2 separate regions of the Gossypium arboreum genome follow, and region 2 is linked to region 1. A link is a contact called in public Hi-C data. All regions are on one chromosome and are shown on one strand. The core of a region is the stretch at or near the end of the contact, and the rest is flanking DNA. Distances in the headings are between cores, read along the strand shown.

Evidence for each region. A called contact is a pair of places that touch in the nucleus more often than the background predicts.
Region 2: a Hi-C map of leaf shows a contact between it and region 1, with 3 times the contacts expected there. The contact joins the promoter of LOC108468848 here to the promoter of LOC108469895 in region 1. A contact is called at or near these places in 3 of 5 Hi-C or Micro-C datasets (all in leaf).

Annotation. Positions count from the first base shown.
Region 1 is chr8:20,021,849-20,026,211 of ASM2569848v2, reverse strand. It overlaps LOC108469895, which reads right to left and starts at 2,117. Exons shown (of 8, transcript XM_017771000.2): 1 at 1,432-2,117; 2 at 1,214-1,296; 3 at 1,048-1,116; 4 at 883-941; 5 at 505-565; 6 at 359-412. The coding sequence starts at 1,600. It also overlaps the pseudogene LOC108467528.
Region 2 is chr8:20,239,742-20,244,138 of ASM2569848v2, reverse strand. It overlaps LOC108468848 (putative RING-type E3 ubiquitin transferase C3H69), which reads left to right and starts at 1,662. Exons shown (of 8, transcript XM_017769709.2): 1 at 1,662-1,958; 2 at 2,462-2,549; 3 at 2,639-3,429; 4 at 3,800-3,869. The coding sequence starts at 1,948.

The DNA.
Region 1 (4,363 bases), core at 868-3,367:
CCAATGCCTCTGCATGGTTCCAAAGAATTATAATGAGCACCAATATAGTACTTAGATGGCTATCGTCCAACATAGGATAAATGCATAGATAGATCAACTTTAGCACTTTGCTTGACCTCTTTACAAGATATTTAAATGAGGGCCATAAAAGATTTAGAGACTCTAGGCTGAATGTTTATCAGGAAACTTAATAGTATGTTAAAGATTGCAACCTAAGTGCTAGCAATTAACAGTAACATAAAACATAAGGTGGAAAAGAGCATCAAGTGATGATAGCAAGACAAAGAAAAAAAAGAAGAAGATAATTCTAGCATTCCAAATGGTCATATCATAGAGTATAAAAAGAAAGAAAGCATACTGAATGAATTGCTGTTCCTCTTTTAGTAAAAGCCAGCAAACGCTTATCCCCTTCCTGTATCATAGGAACAAATATATTTGGAGGAAATTAATGACAAAAGATAGGGAGCATTTCTAATCCATTGTTGGGACAGGAAGAGAAAAAACCTGTTGCTTGAAATAGTTTTGAAACTCCGCCCATGAGCCATGTATTCTAACAATAACATATCTGACATCAAGTTATTGGTCAAAACAGGAGAGTAGGAGATATTTCAGAGTTGTAAGGAAAATGAAGTGGATCAAATGCGATTTGGGTCAATCTTTGTAAACTATGCTAAATGGGAAGCCTTTGAGGCTATAATTTATATATGAAAACTTGTTTGCGAGGATAGAAAAATATATGCCAAACTGTACTATGAACTGATGAACAATTAGGAAGTGCCCAATTTGAATAGAATCTTAAATTGAAAATAGAGAGAAAGGGTGTCCATGCATTTCATTCAGCAGGAAAAAAGGTATCTAGAGAACACAAATATGGGAGGATACGGCCAGTAATCCAGTCCAGCACGTTTTAATTTAGTATCATCCACTTTAAATCCTAATGGCTGAAAAAATACAACAGCAGAAGCATCTTAAATAAAAGGTCAAGGTTGGCAAAAATAAGTAAAGTAAAACAAAAAAGAGAGAAGAGAAGAGAAGAGAAAAAGATACCCCAACAAGGTGAAGGGCAACAGCTGAGGCAGCGCATGTTCTTGCAATGCAACCTGCATTTCCAGGAATCTGAAGGGATGGGCAAGGGCAGAAAAGGGAAAACAATTAAGTAGAGGTGCTTGTATATGAGCTAAAACACGTTAAAGATGAAAAATACAGTAGATACCTGAGGAGAAACTAAGACGACTTGAAGCAATTTTTGTTGGGGGTCAGGGGCAGGCAGAGAGTTGTTCCCATTTCCTGTTTCAACTTCAGCAACAACCCAGCCCACAAAGAAAGAAGATTAAGAAAGGCAGTGAACTTAATTAATTAAGAAACTTAATTAATTAAGAACAAAAAACAAGCATATATACATATATCAGTGGAGAGAGAAAAGGGTCTTACTCTTAGTCTTAGTGTGAGTGTCAGCCCTGGTATTAGAGAAAGAAGAGAGGCGTGGTATGCGTAGGGAAGAAGGGCGAAAGTTTGGGAACAAAGAAAGAGAAGAAGTATTGTTAATATGTGTTAGGCTTTGAAGAAGATGGGATTGGGAATAATATGGGACTGCTCTCATTCTTGCTCTTATGCTCAAAAGAGAGACAGATACCAATGCAGATAAAATGCTACACCTATTGGGTTTGACCTTTCTTTCTCTCTGGGTGGGATCACTGGATAACTTCACTAATACATATTACTTACTAATTACTATCACTAAGTAAATAACCCAGTTTTTCTTCTTCTTTTTCTCTTTAACCCTCTTGGCCTTGGCCTGCTACCTTTCCTAATGTCCTCCTTCCTTTATAAAACTAAAAAATAAAATAAAATAAAGGGTTTTTCCCTGGTTGGAAAGGTAGGCTGGGTGGCTCAGATCAAAACGACGATTCCCTCTGCCTCTTCCACTCAATCTTAACAAGATACAGGTCTCCTTTCTTTTCCTTTTTCTTTGCTCAATCGAGAGATCGACTTGAACTTGGGCCGCCTCATCCGCCAGAAGAGTTTAAGCAAAATACGAGAGATTCGAAAAATAGATTTAAATGAAATTTAAGATCATTTTTTATATGGGTTAGATTTTGAGTAAATATTTTCTCCAGACCCAACCCAATGTTATAAAATAATATTATATTAATTATATATATTAAATAATAATTATATATATTTATATTTATATTAAATTATTAATTCAATAATTATTGTACAAAATCTAAGAAAATAATAATTTATATTTAGTTCAATAAAATATTTATTATATTTATTTTAATTTTTAATATAATAAAACATTTAATATAATTATTTTTAATGTGTTAAAAATTATTTTAATCTTTAATTAGATAATGAATTAATATTTTTTCATCTAAATTCTATTTATTTTGAGTCAGATAGTGTTGGTTGAGTTTATTTTACCATTACTCTAGTACTAATTTATGTGTTTTACCATTGCTCTAGTACTAATTTATGTTATCTATTTTAAAATAAATTGTATTGATATAACTCCTTCATTAATTTTTTATTCATTCATTTTAGAATGCCAAACAATTTTTCTATCTTTTAACTAGTGTATTATATTTTTAAAAAATTAAATATGAATAAATCAAGTCGGACCGAATTTATTTTTTTAAATCAGAATAAACTTAAACAAAAAAATAAATCTATTTTTTAAGCTAGACCTAGACTTAAAAAAAATAATATAAATACTTTATATAAACCCCACCCCACCCCGCCCCACCCCAACCCAACCCATCAGCGGCTAGATCGACTGCGTCCCTTTTATCCTTTGTTTTATTTTCTTAGTTTCAGTTTATCTGTATTAAGAATGCTTTTAATTGTTTTATTTGGGCGTATCGGATGCTACCCATGCTTCATATCTCTGCTGTTAATTTACGAAGAATTATGTCCAGCTAAATGCTAATGGTTTATCTGCCCTTTGGGTTTTTGGATGGAGAAAAGTCAAATTGAAGTGTTGTTTATCTGACTGATCAGACACTGGTTATCCTCAAGAACTGGGAATTTATCGATGTGCCTCTTTAGTTCTCAATTCTGCTTTTGCCAAATGTGTGTATGTTTTATTTGAAGGGTGAAACATCTTGTGTAAATGTAATACCATCTCTTACTCTTATTATAAATTCAGACCTTAAGACCCACCGCTGCAATATCTGAATAGCTCAGAGCTTTTACTTATCCAGCAAGTGTTGTTGGCTCTTTCCCCATGGAGAAAGGAGTGCCATCTAGCCTTTTTGTTAGTTATGGTTCCTTTATGGAGAGGTTTAAACAGCTTCAACAACAGAAGGATGAAAAAGACAAGGCTGCAGCTTTAGAAGAATCTAAACCCCCCAAATTTGTAAAAGGGTCTTCAGCTTCCAAACTTGCCATTGCCCCTAACAAAATAGCCATGAATGTAAGCCCAGTGATTCACATAAGAACACCAAAATTTCTTCCGGAGGCAAACTTGCATTCAGCTTGAAGCAGAAACCAACGCTCGTGGCACCTCCTCTCAAGTTGGCTGCAGATGATGATGAGGAGGAGGACCAAGCTGCAGGGAAGTTTTCGGATGACAGACCACTTAAACGGAAAAAGTTGGGTCTATCAGATGACTCTGGACAAGGATAAAAAAAGTGGATGGTGGTAATTTCTGCTTTTATCTATCTTGTTGTGTTGCTTTTTATGACTTGGTAGTCCTTTGGGAGTTTACATGCTTAGGCTGCATGTCTGATACGATGCCAAGTTTGCAACTAGAATGAGTTCGTGAATATTTGAATTACTAATCTATATTTGTTGTTATGGGACTAGATAATAATTGCTCTTTTCTCTTCTCATTAAGAAACGTTTTATCGGTGTCTGAGTAAAATAGTTCCCTTAATTAACTGCTATGATTTATGAAGTCATCTGGCGGTAAGTCTTCTCTGAACTGAAAGTGGTTGAGGAAAAGAGCAAAATTTCTTGAATATTTCTCATCTCGTGAATGCAGCTTATGCCTTAAGTACCAAACACCATTGGTGGAAGGAGAAGTTCAACGAAAGATTTGGAATATGTCGCCTGCCTGCTACAAGAGTAATTTGCATTCTCTTCTTCATTCTCTTGGTATTAATCAGTTTTATAAGTGACGTGCAGCACCACCTTCCCCAACCGATCCTATTGTGAAGAAAGTTGCGGACAAACTAGCAAGTTTTGTTGCAAAAATGGATGGCAGTTTGAACATGTTACACGTCAGAAAAACCCTGGAGAGACACCCTTCAAGTATGTGCACTTTTGCATCATTTTTTGGCTCATTATGCTCTGTGCCTACGTGTATGAATGCATTCTATTTGTTCCTTTCTGCTTCCCTTTTTGGTTCCTATGTTTT
Region 2 (4,397 bases), core at 413-2,912, 220 kb before region 1:
TGCAAGAGCATACATAAGAGTATTGTTTTATTCGGTAAAAGGATGAGGTTGGCCAGAAAACTAGAATTCTGTGAACTGTAGTGCTTCGTTATAAACCCTTTTTTTTTGTCTGTTCCATCTCAGTACGTGTCTGACCAGTGGCCCTGAGTTTAGTCCTAGTCTTGGGACATAATTATGTGAACGACCGAAGAACAAACAAACAAAAAGTTTAAAACGATGGTCAGCAAGATATCTTTGTTTGTGGAACTGGGTTCAGGCCTGGAAGCTTTCTATCAACATTAAAACAAGTCACTATATTTGGAAAATTGTCTTCCATCACCAATAAGTTTCACCTATGTTTATTAGGATATAACTCAATCAATACAATACACAATAGATTTAAAATTAGACAAAACCCATATAAAGTATATACATATGAAAAAAAAGAGATCTGCATCATAAATACAAATGACGAGACTTAAACTCAAACTTCAAAATAGTGTGAACGACTTATCAATAATGTGTAGCATTTATTTGCATTTTTTTTCTTTGTTAATTTAAAGAGCAAGCAAAAAGGTGAACCAAATATCCCTTATTGTTAATATAATAATATTTTATTTTATTTTTATGACTTCAAAAATAAATTTTTATATAATATTTAAACTACTCATAATTTCAAATTCTTAAAGATGAGGATATTAGGTGCTTAAAATGTTTGAGTCCACAACCTTCAAATTATTACACCAACCGTATCAATCAAGAAAATATTTATTAATAAAAATTTAAATGTTAAATAAAATACTTTAATAATATAAAGCTAAGAGCTGCCACAATAAAATAAATGCATTGACATTCAATATTTAAGTATTTTCATTCAATTAGTGGCTAAAAAATTACAAATCGATTTGTATTCGTGTTGTCTTAAATTTTATATATTTTATTATTTTTTTTATTATTTAATAAGTTTTTAGGTTTAGAAGTTTTTGTCTGCTCTTATAGCACGGTTTTTAGTCTTGCTTATGCATGTAATATTAGCTCAAATTTTTTTTTGATTTTTACTAGTCTCTTTGGACCATTTGGGGTTAATTTTCTTATTATGTTAAGTGCTTGCAATCACTCTAGACATGTCGTGCTTGAGTTATGACAAAACCAATTGAAAACGTGTTGATGGAGTTTGTCATTCCCTATTTACGACGAGTATTTGTTATTTTCTTTCTCTCTAAATTATATGGTTATATCCATGGAATGAATTAATAGATTTAGCTTTTAAATAATAATAATGATAATAAAGCAAGAAGAAAAATTGGTTTTAAATATCTGACTGCATCCACTAATTGAACTATGAACTTGATTAGTTGGAGGTTTTAATAGTATAAGTTAAATTAAAAGAAAAGTAGAGAATTGACAAAAATAATAAAAATAAAAATCGAGATTTAAATAAATCAATTAAAACATATAAATGATAATGCTTTTATTTTTGACAAATAATTCAGTCTTTTTTATTATTATCTTTTGATTTACTTTCATCCTTGTTTTCTTTAAATACATATTTCATTATATTTGGTATTTTTTTACTATTAATAATTTAAAATTTTAAAATAGTTTCAACAATGTTAAACTAATTAAACTGAAAACCAAAATGATTTGCAGAATTATGAGAAGAGAAGGGGCCATTTCCATAATTAGACAACTTTTGCCCCCTTTCCTTTGCGTTTGACTCCGGTCTTGTACGGACAACCAACTCACCGCCAAATCAAATCCTATGTTTATGTGAATGTGTAACGTTGATGACATGTATGTTAGTTACAATATCCAGACTCTGAAAGAACCCACCTTCAATTTCGCTGATCCCCTCTTCCTTTTCTTTTCTTCAGCCATCTTTCAATCCAACACCTCCCTTCTTTTTTCTCTTTTTATAATTTTAATTTCTTGGCTTCTTTCATTCTCTGAATCAATCGCCCATTCTCCATGCCTAAGAGGTGATTTTCATCTTTCAATTAATCCCCTCCCCCCTTTTTTTCTTCTTCAAGAGTTCATAATTTTGTTTCATTTCATGTAATTTCATTCTATTTATCTGATGATTATGATGCTTTAAATTGTTTATTATCCCTTGATCATTCTCTTCCTATCCCTTTGAGGCTTCAATTTATTTTGTCCTTGGTTTCAACTCTTATGTCTAGCTGCAATCTTATCTCTCTGTCGTTAAGTATGGATTCTTTAATAACCATCCTGCTTATTAATGTTAAATTTTGCCGATATTTCCTAATTTTTTTATGAAATATTGGAAAATGTTTGTTTATTTTTTCAGCTTTTTCTGTATGAATGAATTCCCGGTTCCATTATTTTATGAATGAATTTTAGTTACTTATTTCGCTGTCTCACCAAAACTTCAATCCTGGTTCCATTATTTTGTGGATGATGTCAGGATCAATCTGGATGTAGACTGCATGTTTTGTAACTTTTAATTTTCTTATCATTTCAGAGTTCTTTGCAAGTTCTTTGCTCATGGAGCGTGCCTAAAAGGGGAGCATTGTGAGTTTTCCCATCAATGGAAGCACCCACCTAACAATGTAGGAAGTTTCCCTTCCCTTCGCCTTTTTGCATTTACCTGTTGATGATGCTTTTTGGTTACCTTATTCTTGTTTCTTGTGCATTCCAGATTTGCACGTTCTACCAGAAAGGAAACTGCTTTTATGGTAGTCGGTGCAGATATGAACATGTTAAGGCTTCTCAATCAGATCCATCTGCTTCGTCTTCATCAACAGCACCTCAACAATCTACATTATCAGATACTATGCCTTTAACTCCTTCAAAAACTGCATTTGTTGGGTCGGTTGTACCTCCAGCTGCTTCTAATAAGGTTCCTGGTTCCAGTAGAGCTTGCCTTGCTCCCTTCAAACAACCATGCGATTTGGAATCTGGGCCTCAAGATCCATCAGACAATGGTGAATCTATGGAGCCTAGGAGCACTAATCCGGTTGAACGTTCTATCTGCTCATTTGCTGTAGCTGGAAATTGTCCCCGTGGAGAAAAATGTCCTCATATTCATGGAGACTTGTGTCCCACCTGTGAGAAACATTGTTTGCATCCTTTTAGACCTGAAGAAAGGGAGGAACATATAAAAATGTGTAAGAAAAAGAAAAAATACCTTGATGCATTGAAGCATAGTCAAGAAATAGAGTGTAGTGTGTGCTTGGATCGTGTTCTCTCGAAGCCCACAGCAGCTGAACGTAAGTTTGGGTTGCTTTCAGAATGTGATCATCCATTTTGCATATCTTGCATTAGAAATTGGCGTAGCAGTTCTCCTTCGTCTGGAATGGATGTCAATACTGCCTTGAGGGCTTGCCCAATCTGCCGCAAGCTATCATACTTTGTCATTCCAAGTGTCATTTGGTATTGGACTCCAGAAGAAAAGCAGCGAATTCTAGATGGCTATAAGGCAAAATTGAGGTATTGTGATTGCAGTTCAATGCTTCTTACATTTCCTGCTTACATGCACTATTAGTTTAAGTTGTCAAAAGTATGTACATGTAGATATATATATATATATATATATTGATGGATTGTTTGGATGATTTGTAAAATCTATCTTATGATGGGGTGAATTAGATCATCTAATTTCCCCTCCATGCGAAGACAGAATCTGTTGGATTTTCAAAAAGAAATTGCCGTGTAGAATGTTTTTAGGCTGTGATCTGTCTTTCAAGCTTAGATACTTGAATAACGTAAGAGAAGATGCTAAACCTAGGATTTGTAGATTTGTATGACAAATTTACTTTTCTGACTAGTAAATCTCCTTTTTTGTTTTTCACCCTTGCAGGACAATAAATTGCAAGCACTTCAACTTTGGAAACGGGAACTGTCCTTTTGGTAATAGTTGTTTTTACAAGGTAACAATTCACTATTCGTTCTTCAATTCATTGCAAAACCTATAAATTTCTTTTTCTAGTACTTTTAAATGTATGCCTTCTTGGATCTTATCAACTCTAAGCTGTTTAGATGTTAATTTTATATTATAGTTCTCTGTTTCACCATTTTCCCTGTCCCCTTCTTTCTGGTGATTCCTTGTCCTTTTCTCTTATTTTTGTCACTATGATTGCATAATGATTTAGCTGGTTCTTAGCCCAATCTCAACCATGATATCTAACAATTTCACTTTTATTTGAAGAGATCGACTTGGGAAAATAAGTTTGGTTGTACTTAAAATAACATTTGACAACCACTGGATTTTATCTTAATTTCCTAAAACAAAAGTGCCATTAATAGAGGGTAAGAGGAACAAAGATGAGCAGTGGGTGATATGGGTCTGGACAGCAGTTTGGCAGAGATGATTAATTATATTCAAGATGTGAATAGAGGGAAAAGTGGTAATTCAACAGACTCAATTCTGTACAAGGAGAGATCAACAGAAGGTTAAC